2 separate regions of the Mus musculus genome follow, and region 2 is linked to region 1. The links are chromatin contacts, called in public Hi-C maps. All regions are on one chromosome and are shown on one strand. Each heading gives the region's core, a stretch centred on a gene start, on an enhancer-like site or on the middle of the called end of the contact. The rest is flanking DNA. Distances are from core to core; before and after follow the strand shown. Region 1 overlaps Thsd4 (thrombospondin, type I, domain containing 4). Region 2 overlaps Thsd4 (thrombospondin, type I, domain containing 4).

Evidence for each region. Hi-C and Micro-C count contacts between places; a contact is called where the count stands out from the background.
Region 2: a Hi-C map of forebrain shows a contact between it and region 1, with 2.8 times the contacts expected there. The contact joins two enhancer-like sites. A contact is called at or near these places in 1 of 39 promoter capture datasets (hippocampal neurons), 9 of 484 Hi-C or Micro-C datasets (adipose-derived mesenchymal stem cells, cerebral cortex, cortical neurons and 3 more) and 1 of 115 datasets of contacts at active chromatin or transcription factors (embryonic stem cells).

Annotation. Positions count from the first base shown.
Region 1 is chr9:60,051,134-60,057,379 of GRCm38.p6, forward strand. It overlaps Thsd4 (thrombospondin, type I, domain containing 4), which reads right to left. Exons shown (of 18, transcript NM_001040426.3): 8 at 5,718-5,922. Among named protein-coding and RNA genes, the nearest start is that of Gm7616, 100 kb to the left of the region's middle. Within about 2 kb of position 4,013, at least 19 of the 459 cell types and tissues checked have an H3K27ac peak or open chromatin away from gene starts, as enhancers often do. A contact at or near this core is called in cortical neurons and forebrain, where this site is marked.
Region 2 is chr9:60,222,199-60,227,998 of GRCm38.p6, forward strand. The region is part of intron 7 of Thsd4 (thrombospondin, type I, domain containing 4); the gene reads right to left. Among named protein-coding and RNA genes, the nearest start is that of 2010001M07Rik, 110 kb to the right of the region's middle. Within about 2 kb of position 4,178, at least 40 of the 459 cell types and tissues checked have an H3K27ac peak or open chromatin away from gene starts, as enhancers often do. A contact at or near this core is called in cortical neurons and forebrain, where this site is marked.

The DNA.
Region 1 (6,246 bases), core at 2,763-5,262:
CACGATATAAGATACAATTTCCTAAACACATGAAACTCAAGAAAAATGAAGACTGAAGTGTGGACACTATGCCCCTCCTTAGAAGTGGGAACAAAACACCCATGGAAGGAGTTACAGAAACAAAGTATGGAGCTGAGATGAAAGGATGGACCATGTAGAGACTGCCATATCCAGGGATCCACCCCATAATCAGCTTCCAAATGCTGACACCATTGCATACACTAGCAAGATTTTACTGAAAGGACCCAGATGTAGCTGTCTCTTGTGAGACTATGCCGGGGCCTAGCAAACACAGAAGTGGATGCTCACAGTCAGCTAATGGATGGATCACAGGGCTCCCAATGGAGGAGCTAGAGAAAGTACCCAAGGAGCTAAAGGGATCTTCAACCCTATAGGTGGAACAACATTATGAACTAACCAGTACCCCTGAGCTCTTGACTCTAGCTGCATATGTATCAAAAGATGGCCTAGTCGGCCATCACTGGAAAGAGAGGCCCATTGGACACGCAGACTTTGTGTGCCCCGGTACAGGGGAACGCCAGGGCCAAAGGGGGGGAGTGGGTGGGTAGGGGAGTGGGGGTGGGTGGGTAAGGGGGACTTTTGGTATAGCATTGGAAATGGAAATGAGCTAAATACCTAATAAAAAAAAATGAAAAAAAAAAAAAAAAAAAAATAAAACAAAACAAAACAAAACAAGAAAACAGCATGAGAGCCTCAATTTTAAACCTGTCAAAATTAAAATCCAGCAATTTAAAAAAATGGCAAATTTATAAGAATATGAAAAATAATTTTTAAAGAATCTGGTGGTTAGAAAATGCAAATAAAGGCACACAGTATTGGAGCTGTTAAGTTACAAGCACGGTGTCCGTATACTTCAAGGCTATTGGTTCAATGTAAGACTGACCATGAGGGGGTCCTGTCCTTCTTGTGTTCTATGTCCTGTATGACGCCACAGTTTTTCTAACATCCACAAAAAGGAAAATCTTTGGGATTAATTGTCATTTATGCATATGACATCATGTTTTTTCTTTTTTGTAAAGATTGACTTTCAAACTATTTTTAATTATGAATATGTGGGGGGTACATACATGTGTGTAGGTACAGGTTTCCTGAAGCTGAATTTACAGGCCGCTGTGAGCCATGGAAGCTGGGAACTAAACTTGGGTTTTCTATAAGAGCAGTATGTGCTCTTAATTGCTGAACCATTTCTGCTGTCCAAGATGTCACATTGTTTTAAATATCCTAAGCCTTCCCATATGGAAAGTTGCTCATCTAATGAAATCTGCAAATTACAGATGTTCCATGATGGTTTTTAAGATGTTAGGTGCTGGCCATTATTATTTAGAAAACATATTCATCTTTATCTTATATGTATGAGTCTTTGCCTCCACGAATAAAAGTGCCCTGAGCACATCTAGACCCACAGTGGCCAGTAGAGGGCGCTAGATCTCCTAGAATTGGAGTCAGGGACAGCTTGCGCTGCCTTGTGGGTGCTACTACCATGTGGGTGCTGGGAACTGGACCCAGGTCCTCTGCAAGAGCAGTGGCTTTTAACCACAGGGGCATCTCTCCAGCCCCAGGTATTATTATTTTAAACTTTCATGAGAACATGTTTCAGTGGAACTGTATTTGTTTTTAAGATCGTATAGATCTTCAAGAACTCCTTCCAAGTCTACAGTCCATGGAGGCTGTACTTGTTGGCAGGTTGACCGCGTCCTGAACAATCAGTCTCTGCCTGCTGTGCTTTCATGTCTGATATCTGAACTGTGGCATAATGACATTAGTAAACTGAACTGACTCAACTGCGCCAAGCTTTGATATTTCAGCTAAAATAATTTTACAACATCTTATTAAGGGAGAAGCGAGTGATACAAATGGCCAGCCGTTTTAAAAACATTAGATCCGTTGTTTCTTCTTCAAATAGCAGGTCTGAGAATAAGTCACACAGAAAAGGAGAATTCAGAGCTTAACAACAGACAGCAGTTTCTAATGTCTTTCCAATTAAAACCTAGCTCTGACTAACAGGCTAAGCTTTGAAGGACACTAACAATTGCTACTATACAATTTTAATAAACATGGTGCCACTCTTGGTGTGTTCTCAGTTTTATAACCAGAAATGAGAAGAACGTGTGTCATTTCTCACGCTATGTGTGCACCATAAGTATCCCAGTTTCCTCATGGTTGCTCGCTGGAGGTGGCCTGCTCCCACAGCTCCATGGGACCAGTCTTCCTACGAGCTATGGAAAGGCAGGGGCCAGCAGGCCAGGCCTTGGTGGCAAAACTCAGAGTTAGGTTTAATGCAGTGATATGACTAATGTATTCGCTAAGGCCTGTTAGTAAACATGCCTCCTTCTTCTATTTAGGCATTTAATTTCTTGGGACTGGATTTACAGACCTTTGTGAGCCACCATGTGGGTGCTAGGAGGCTCTACTGGAGGCTGAAGCAGAAGGCTTTCAAGTCTGAGGTCAATGTGGGTTCTATAATGATATTTATCTCAAAAATTTTGCCGTTCAATTCTCATACCCTAATTTTGAAATTGCACCTCTAGTTAGTAACTCTAAATGATTTTTTTTTTAAATGGAATTTTTAAAAAGTTAACTATGGTCTGGAGAGATGGCTCAGTGGTTAAGAGCACTGGCTGTTAATGGAAATACTGGCCTTGGAGTTTAGAAACCGAAGCTGAGCCTGTGTACTAACGGTTGTTTGTAGAACTCAGGCAATCTTATGCAAACAGCTTTCAACAGAGGCTCCATAGAGCAGGAATTGACCAATTGAGAGGAGTTAGATAAAGAAAGCCTGGTATAAAAAAAAAAAAGACCACCCTACCCACTGCACTGCAAACTGTATGTGACCTGTGTCCCAAGTTTTAAAAGGAGAAGGGAAATTGAGAACATTCCAGGTGACATAAATGCTGTGGCTGGAAGCTTGCACTCCTCACTCCTGGAGTCTCCACCTTAAAAGCCTGCTTCTGCTTCTCTCTCCTTGCAGAGAGCATCACATAAGGATGTTATGAATGATGTCTTTCTCATGAACACATTGGTTTCTGGGCACAGTGACTTTCTGAGTCGTTCTCCCATTGACTCCTAGTCCTATGGGAAGTGGAGATTTTTTATTCTGTAATTTTGGCATATATATATATGTGCATACATGTGTGAGTACATATATGTAAATATCTGTATGCATGTTCACATGTATGGGTTGTGTGCAGATAGACAATAGAGTTAGACATTGGCCATCTCTCTCTGTTGGTCTTCACATCTTATTTACTGAGGCAGGGTCTCTTGTTGAACTTGGAACTTGGAGCTCACTGAGTGGCTAGTCTAGTCAGCTTGCCCCAGGGCTCATGTCTCAGCCTCTTGAATGAGTGCTGGGATTCAGGGTTGGATTACGGAGCTGGGACAACATGCCTACTTGGCATGATCTCCAAGGCCCCATACTTGCTTTATCCACCAAGCCATCTCCCCAGCTGGATTCCATTTTAAGCTTTATATCCTGACTAACTCTGAGACAAAAGGAAGAAAGAAGAAACCTGTGAATCACCAATAAGAAAGTGCCGGAGTCCTTCCTGAGTATATCTGTTGAGTCTTATGACAAAGTCCCATACTCTAGATGGAATGAGCCAGGCTCTGGGCTGTTTCTATTCAGATACCATGCAAATGTTCACTAAGAATATCCATTGTATGTTCAAGGAGCCTGAAACTGATTACAAAATGGGGCCACTGATAGCCAGGGAACATTTACTAAAAACAACATAAAGCTAATAAAAACTGGCATTGTTTGCCAGCGTGCTTAAACACAATCACACTTCAAATAACCCCCAAGGAACATTTTCCATTGTAAGCGGCAGGATGTGTGTGGAGATGTGATCTTGTAAAAGCATCAGAGAAAGGCGGAAACACAGAGATCATTATTTGAGATTTAAAATAACACAAACTGCTCGCAGGGAAACTAGGCTTTCTGCCACTTTGGTGGCTCCTAGATGTGCCGGAGAAAATGTAACAGTTTTCTGCTTTAATTGGGTCTGTCTCAGAGACACATCTGCCACCCTTCCTCCTCTAGACAATCAAGCCAAGTGAAGTTGGTTTGGGCTGCGTTTGAATGGGCAGGGAAGGGATGGTTACAAAGTAACTGCTGGAGAGATGGCTCAGTCAGGAAAGTGCCTGCTTTGCAAACATGAGGACCTGAGTTTGAGTCTTAGAAACCCCAAATCAAAAGCAGGTGCAATGGCTCATGCTTGTAGCCCCAGTGCCGAGGACACAGAGACAGGCAGGTCCCTGAGACTTACTAACAAATCAGTCAGTATCGATTACACTCCGAGCTCAAGAGCAAGGTGGCTACCACCTAAGGAACGATACCTGAGGCTGGCCTCTAGCTTCATAGGTATGTATAATCATGACTACACACACACACACACACACACACACACACACACACACAGACACACCACACACAGACACACACACACAGACACACCACACACACACACACAGACACACACACACACACACACACACAGACACACCACACACAGACACACACACCACATCACAAAATGAATGGTATTTCAGAAAACCAAAACCCTCTGGTGGACACTGACTGCCACATGACCAGCGGTCTAGTGGAAGAAACCTATGGGTATTATCTCACACGAGACTTCCATGCCTAGAGCTATGCACCCCCTTGGTTTGATTCCCAGTTCTGCTGCTTCCTTGCTGTGTGACTTTGGCAAGTTCTATGATCTCTGTATGTCTGTTTTATTTATAAAATGAGCCTGGGAATAGCTTGTAAGTTATAGGCTGGTTCGAGTGCTTCAGGGTTTTATACAGGAAAAGCCATAAATATATTGCCTGGCACATTATTTGTCCTAAACAAGTTCCTGTTTAACAAATAACGAAAAACAAAATGTCTATTTCTGCTATTTCTGCTCATTGGAATGTCTTGAAGAAATGATACCTTCAGCCAGACTTGGTGGCTTACGACTAGGATTCCAGCGTGTAGGAGGAAAACCAGACTGGATTATATTATGATTTTCAGGTTAGCCTAGAATACAGATCAAGACCTTTCTCAAAAAATAGAAATGGCACCCCTATAACTAACTCCTGCTTAACGGATTGGCACATGCTGATCTGCGGGAGAAACTGGTAAACGCTCACTTTTGTGACTGCTGCACAGTGGAAGGGATCCAAATGACCTAATGTCCAGAGGAAAGGCCTGGAAGGCTCTGGCCTGCAGGGAAGTGGGTAGTGCTGAGGTGACAGCTGAGGGCTCTGCTGCAGTTCAGAAGACACACAAGGGCCTGCTGCTCCAGGCAGATGAAGCAGAGAGAAGGTGAGGATTGCTTTTGCTCTGGGCCTCCATCCGGGAGGAACCATCAGCCGCTCCTGTCCCCAACCCCCAAGACTAGCAGACCTCCCTGCTTGATAAAGAGCCCCTCTCAGCTCAGAAGAGTCTGTTGCCTGATTCATGACCACATCCTTCTTGAGAGGAGTAGAGCCTGATTTAAATATATAGATCTTAACCCTTTAGTTCTTCCAAGGATCCCCCCTCCACACTTCCCCTTCATTCCAGAGGGCAGGTCAGGAAGACCCTAATGGCACTTCCTGAATGTCCTGGAATGCCTGGCCACACTGTGTTCACCTCAGCATCTTGCAACAGATTCATTAACTGCACTGACGACAGTCTCTTGTGCCTGTGTGGAGAAGATCAGTGAACTCACCTAAGTAGTTGTTGCTCTTGTGCATCTCTGTAATGTTAATTTTCGTAGCTCCTTGGGGAATCTCTACAACCCGGTGGTAGCCCAGGCTGGTGAGGGCGTGCTTGAACACTCCCGACACCACCTGGCAGCCCGTGTTATCACCTCCACACACCCCGCACTTGTCCAAGACTTTGTCAGATCCCAGGAAGTCGTCACAGCCAATGCTCTGCAAAAAGATAGAAAAGGTTTACTGGCATGGGTCAGGAGCATCCGGAAGGAAGGAGCGAGAAGGGTCGGCAGATCTAGTGCCTCAAAGTAACCTTCCTCCCTTGCTCCCAGGACTGAGGAAATGGCTCAGGATGGCAAAGAGACACTTGGTGTACAAGCATGGGGTTTTGAGTTTGGAGCCCAGAGCCCATGTAAAAAAAATCCAAGCATGGCAGTAAATGCCTAGAGTCCTAGCACGGGAAGGCTCCTGAGGTCTCCTAGTCTCTAGGCAACCAGTGAGAAACAGTTCTGTAAGAGACTCAAAGAGTAATTAACATGGAGA
Region 2 (5,800 bases), core at 2,928-5,427, 170 kb after region 1:
GTACTTTAAGCTGAAGGGACCCTAAAGGTAACATGTGCAAGGAAGACTGAGGCACACTGTAGCATTTGTAGTAAATATATGTGTATATCCCCTGTTAATTTGTATAATTTTAGAATATACAATGGCTAAGGAAAAAGATATTTCACCAACTTTCATGCTTCATGATTACTCCAAACTTAAAAACATTGAGTTAGTGCCACGTAGATTTTTGTGTAAAGTGATTCTAGGGGCTTTATGTACAGAGACCAAGGTAACACCCAGGACTGCAGATAGGAAAGGTCAGAAAAAGGAAGCTCCTAGAAGTCTCTAGGGAGCCTCAGGATATTTGGGGCTTCTAGACTTTTCTATCTGAGATCCTTGGAAGTGAGAGGATATCCCCCTTTCAGGGAACTGGGTTAGAGATGAGGGCAGTACCCCAGGGAGGACATGGAACTAAAAGTCTGGCCACAGAAGGCTCTTTGGTGGGTACAGCCTCTGAGCAGAGAGCCTCCTGGAGGTACTAACTCCTTAGTTTTGTTTAGGTGGCTGGAAAGGGGCTAGCTAGACTGGGAGGTAAGCAGAGGCCTGGTCCTTCATGGTTTCACACCTTGTCAAGAGGCAGGGATTTTAGCTTAGGGTCTGTGGGAAATGAGCACAGACCAGAGGCCAGCTGACAGCAGTGTCTGAGCCAGTCAAGCAGGATGTAACTGTGACTTTTACTCCATGGGCAGGAAGCAGAGGGCTTTAGAGAAGGATCTAGAAGAAGAAGGAGCCTCCCGGGGAGCAAAAAGAAAAGGTGGGAGAATGCCCCCGAGGGCCTGGCTTTGTGGTGCACACATCCTTCCAGGGACAGGTCCTTCAAGTCATCCTTTCAGGTCCATCCGTTCCCTGGGTCAGTGTCTGTCTCTCAAGCTTCCATCCCTGGGCCAGTGTCTGCCTCTTAAGCCTCCGTCCTCCTTTTCCTTTCCACATCTCATTAGGTGGAAAGGGAGACAAGGAGGAAGCCCTATGCTTCAGCATCTGAAGGGAGAGGTGCAGAGCTCCTCCCTGCATCCCACATGCCTGGTTCAGCCGAAGGAACCCTGACCATCACACTATCCTAAATGGGAGGCTGACAAATGCTGTGAACAGACATTCTTTTCTTTGGCAAGACTTCATTTTTATATGTATGCATGTGTATGTGCTCATGTGAGTGTACATGGGGTGCCCTTATATGTGCACATTCATGTGGAGGCCATGGGTCAATGTCAGGTGTCTCCCTATACTGCTGTCCACTTTAGTTTCTGAGACAGAGTCTCTCACGGAGCCTGGGGCTCACCAGTTGGATTAAGTGAGCTTGCCAACAAGCTCTAGGGAGCCTCTTGCCTCTGCCTCCCAGCACTGAAAGGAGAGGCAAGTGCCACCAGGCCTGGCTGTTGACAGGAGTGCTAAAGAACAGAACTCAGAACGTATGGAGCAGGCACTTTACAGGCCAAGCCATCTCCCCAGCCCCCTGAATCTTATTTTGTTGTGACAGGGCCTTTCATATTTACCTGTATCTCAGGGATCAGTGGCCTGGCTGGCGAGGCAGCCCCAGGCATTCATCTGTCTCCACAAGCATGCCGTTATAGCTTGAGTTTTTTTAAAAAACATTTGGGTCTTCATGCTTGCACAGCAAGTATCTTTACCCATTGAGGTATCTTCCTGTCCCACTCTTTGCTCTTATTTAAAAACCCATGTAAGGGAATTGAAGAGATGACTCAGTGGTTAAGAGTACTGGCTGCCCTTGCAGAGTACTGAACTTAAGTTCTTAGGCCCCAGTTCCAGGAGAGCTGACAGCAGAAACGCGCATAGTATACAGATATACATGCAGGCAAAACACAAATACACATAAAAAGAAGATATCTTTAAAACTCATATGAATTGACCTAGGCCAGTTCAGGTCTCTCTCCTCTCTAACTGATGCTGGGAAGGTTTGGAAATAAGAACCAAGCTCAGGCAAACAACCTGGGGCTGAACCTCCCTCACAGGGCAGACAGCAGACAAAACCACTGTGGAGGTTTCAGTTCTGTGGGGGTGACTCGGGTCACAGTCTGGGCAAACACAGGTCTTGAATTGAAATGCGTGTCACCCAGATTTGAAATAATGAGTCCTCTTTCATCTGGACTCATTAACTATGAAGCCAACAGGGGCAGCTAGGGAGAAAATAAGATGTAAATCTCCCAGCTAGCTCTCTAATGCAGAAAGGACTTGAATTCCCCAAAAGGTATGAGGAAGCGCCTTTCAGCCCTGCCTTTTGTCTGTCCCAGCCTGCCTCTCACAGGCGCCCTAATTAACTGTAGCACAAGAGTCCAGGCCAAGATGCAGTAGAAGTCTGTGCAGCAGAGCTCAAAGGGGGCATCTTTGTTTGTCACTATTATGCACGGAAGGGTCAATCCCAGCATGCTCCTGTGGGAGGCCTCCCTGCAGTCAATACAGGCCTTGCTTGCTTCAAAACAGAATGCAAGAAGAGATTGGTTATGTTTGAAAACGGGCAGAGACAGGCTGGTTTAGTGGCTAACAGCTAAGATGTCCTCAGTTAAATCCTAGCAAGGATGAGGGATCTGTTTTCTATCTCTAGTCATTTACCTATGGGGTGGGGGGAAAGAAACTAGTTAGTTGTCACACACAAATAGAAATTTTACTGTTTTACATATTTATACTTGCTTTATTATTAGGGCATATGAACACATACTAGAAATGCAGAGGTAGGTATGGAGGGAGCACACCTATAATCCCAGCACTTGGAAGCCAAAGGTAAGAAGATTATGAGTTCAAGTCCCACCTAGGTTCTAGAGTGAAATGCTGTCTCAAAGAGACAAGCAAACGAAATTACTCATTTTTCTCAGTAGGGACTGAGAGTTTAAAGGAAGGAGTGTTTTCATCTCTTATGCTAACTGAAGTCAAGGTTTCCAAGATCTGGAAGAACAGGGAAGTGGGTACCCTTCTTAAGCTCGCTACCCAGAGGGCACTTCTTAAGAAGGCTTGTCAACGCTTGGACAGAAACAGTGTGTGGCTCTCAAAAGTGGGGCAATGGTAGCACTGTGGTTTCTGACCTGGAGGATTAAAGCTTATGCTTCGGAAGGAAAATGTCATGTGGTAAATGGTGACAGTATCATTTGAAGACAGTGGGTGTCCCAGAGGGAACCACCCAACCCTGTATCCCCTGTGAAGAAACTGGGCAGGCGGATGAGGGATGATCCTTGTAGACCGAAGGGTTAATGCAGTACTAATGCATGGAAACTCAGACGACTTGCTAACCACAAGTCTGTCTCCTAGTCCACCACCGCCTCTTTGGATCTTTCTGACAGATAAAGATGACAGGGTGGACCATAATTCCTCTCTTTACCCACAATGATTGACTCACTGGAAGGCATGCACGATGAAAAACGAGGTCTGAGCTAGAGGAGAGAAAACCTAGGTGGAGTTGTGCAACCAAGTTGAAACCAAAACGGAGGGCACAGTCAGAGAGGGGTACTGAGACACGTGGCCAGATAGCTAGGAATGTGGGAGGAGCCCAAGCTGAAAGGGCTTTCATTGAAGATGGAGCCAAGCTCCAAGATGGCTCATCCCAGACTCACATTTGGACAGTGTGGGGGAGCTGGGCAGGGTGTGCTCAAAAGCACTGGTATAGACTGGACATACCTCGCACACGACCTTGCATGTGTGATAAACTGTTAGGTGAAGATTTCTGAGAAAAGTCCATGACCCTGAGGTTGGAACCATGGTAGCGAGGAAGAAGTTAAAAGGTGAGGCAGGGTCGCCAGAGGAATAACTGACGGGGAGTTTGCAGCCTGGGCAGCACACCTGACTTATGAGGCCTACAAACAGTGAGATAAGTCCTAGAGTCTGAGGACGAGTCATCCAACAGATCTACCTTTATGAACCCAGAATTCTCCTCCTTTCGGGGCTAGGGGACTCTAACAGAGAAGACAATTCCCAGCTTGCCCTAGCCCTTTTCTTCCTCCGGAGCAAGAAGCAGGTCACGACAACTGACAACTGTGAATGTCAGAGACCCAGAATGTATTGATTAATCAAGGCATTTGGCAAAGCCTCTCAGGAAATTCTTGTGGACAAGATGGAGAAATGCAGACCAGATGACAGTATAATTTGGGCGACTCGGAGTTGGCGGAAAACCTGTTCTCCAAGAGTGCTGAAGGAAGAGGAGAGCGAGGCAGCCTGGGGCCCTGCCAGAAGGCGCTGTTCCTGCGTTAGCCTCCTCCTCATCACAGAGAACAAACACCGAAAGCCAATGCTGATCAAGAGCACGGAGGACACGAAGCCGGGAGCGGTAACTCACACGATGAAATCAGGATTGAAGAGCTAGCAAATATCAGATGAGCTCAACAGGCTGGAACAAGGAGCTGGACCAAAGAAAGGTTTGGATAAGGATGAATGTGAAGTCTTTAATTTAGGTTCAAAGAAAGCAATTACATGCATATCGACTCGGGAAGTCCTGATCTGCCAACAGTCCCCTTCTACAAACAGATATTAGTTCATCACAGCCAAAGATAATCCGGCAGTCTGATATGGCTGTAAAAGGAAGCCAGTGGAATCTTTGGGTTTAACAATAGAAATGTAATAACAGAAATAAATGGGTTTTGAAGGACAGTTTCGCTTGCTCCACTCCGTTCTTTTCAGACATCTGGCCTGGCACGGCCCCTTGCCAATAGACAGCATTCAGCAAATACTTGCCTTGCAAATGAATGGATAACACACTTTCAGATGGATCTCAATGTGAAAGGGATTTGGAGAGTGTCCTAGGAAGAGAAGCCTGAACAAACATGGAATGTACAGCCTGGAGCAAACCAAGGAGACCCCCATGAGAGGAGGTTTCAAATATTTGAAGGAATATCAAATCTGGTTTTGTTCCAGGGGAGAAAATCTCAAGGATCAATGGTCAGAAGATACACAAAGCTAAAGGTTGGCTCCAGTAAACAGGGAAAATTGTTTGTAGCTGGGTTTAGTAACACATGTTGATAAACCGAGCCGCTGGTGGCTGAGAAGGGAGATGAGTAGAAAGGTTACAAGTTCAAGTCCAGCCTGGGCTATGTACTGAGCTGGAAGCCAGTCTGTACTACATAGCAAGATGCTGTCTCAAAATATCCATTGCCCCCTTATAAAAGAAAGAAAAATATAAAGAAGTGATAGTAATGTGTCTTCTTATTGAAAGGACTAAAACAGAAAGTGGCCAGCCATGGTCATGCCTTTAGAGTTTGGGAACACATACACTGGAAGCCAGCCTGGACGGTCTCTACAAAAGATATGATTTTCAGGGCTTGGGAGATAGACAACACAGCAAAGCGCTTGAGGACCTTAGTGTGATCCTTAGCACCTATATTTAACAAGCCAGGGTGGCACTGCGAACTTGCAATCCTACTGTAAGGTGGATTGCCGGGGTTTGCTTGCCAAACAGCAGAGTCCATGTGGTGAGTTCCAAGCCAGTGAGAGATCTTGTCTCAACAAGCAATGTGGCTGGCACCTGAAAAACAACCCCTGAGTCATCCTCTGTCCTGCACATGTGTGCAGTCCCTCCTCCCCACACACTTGCATTAGTGTGTGTGCATGCATGTGTAACACACACATACACACACACACACACACACACACACGAATGTGTGCACACACAAAGAGAAGTGATCTTACAATGCTCTGTCGTTTTGCTCCTTCAGTTCCAAATAAACTCCTGGCTCACTGGAGAGCTCTGTGCCAGGCAATCTTGGCCGTGGACTTCAGAGCAGCTGCTAACAAAGAAAACTGGCTCCCATGCCAGGATGCGAACTCAGAGTGGTAACCTGAGTTC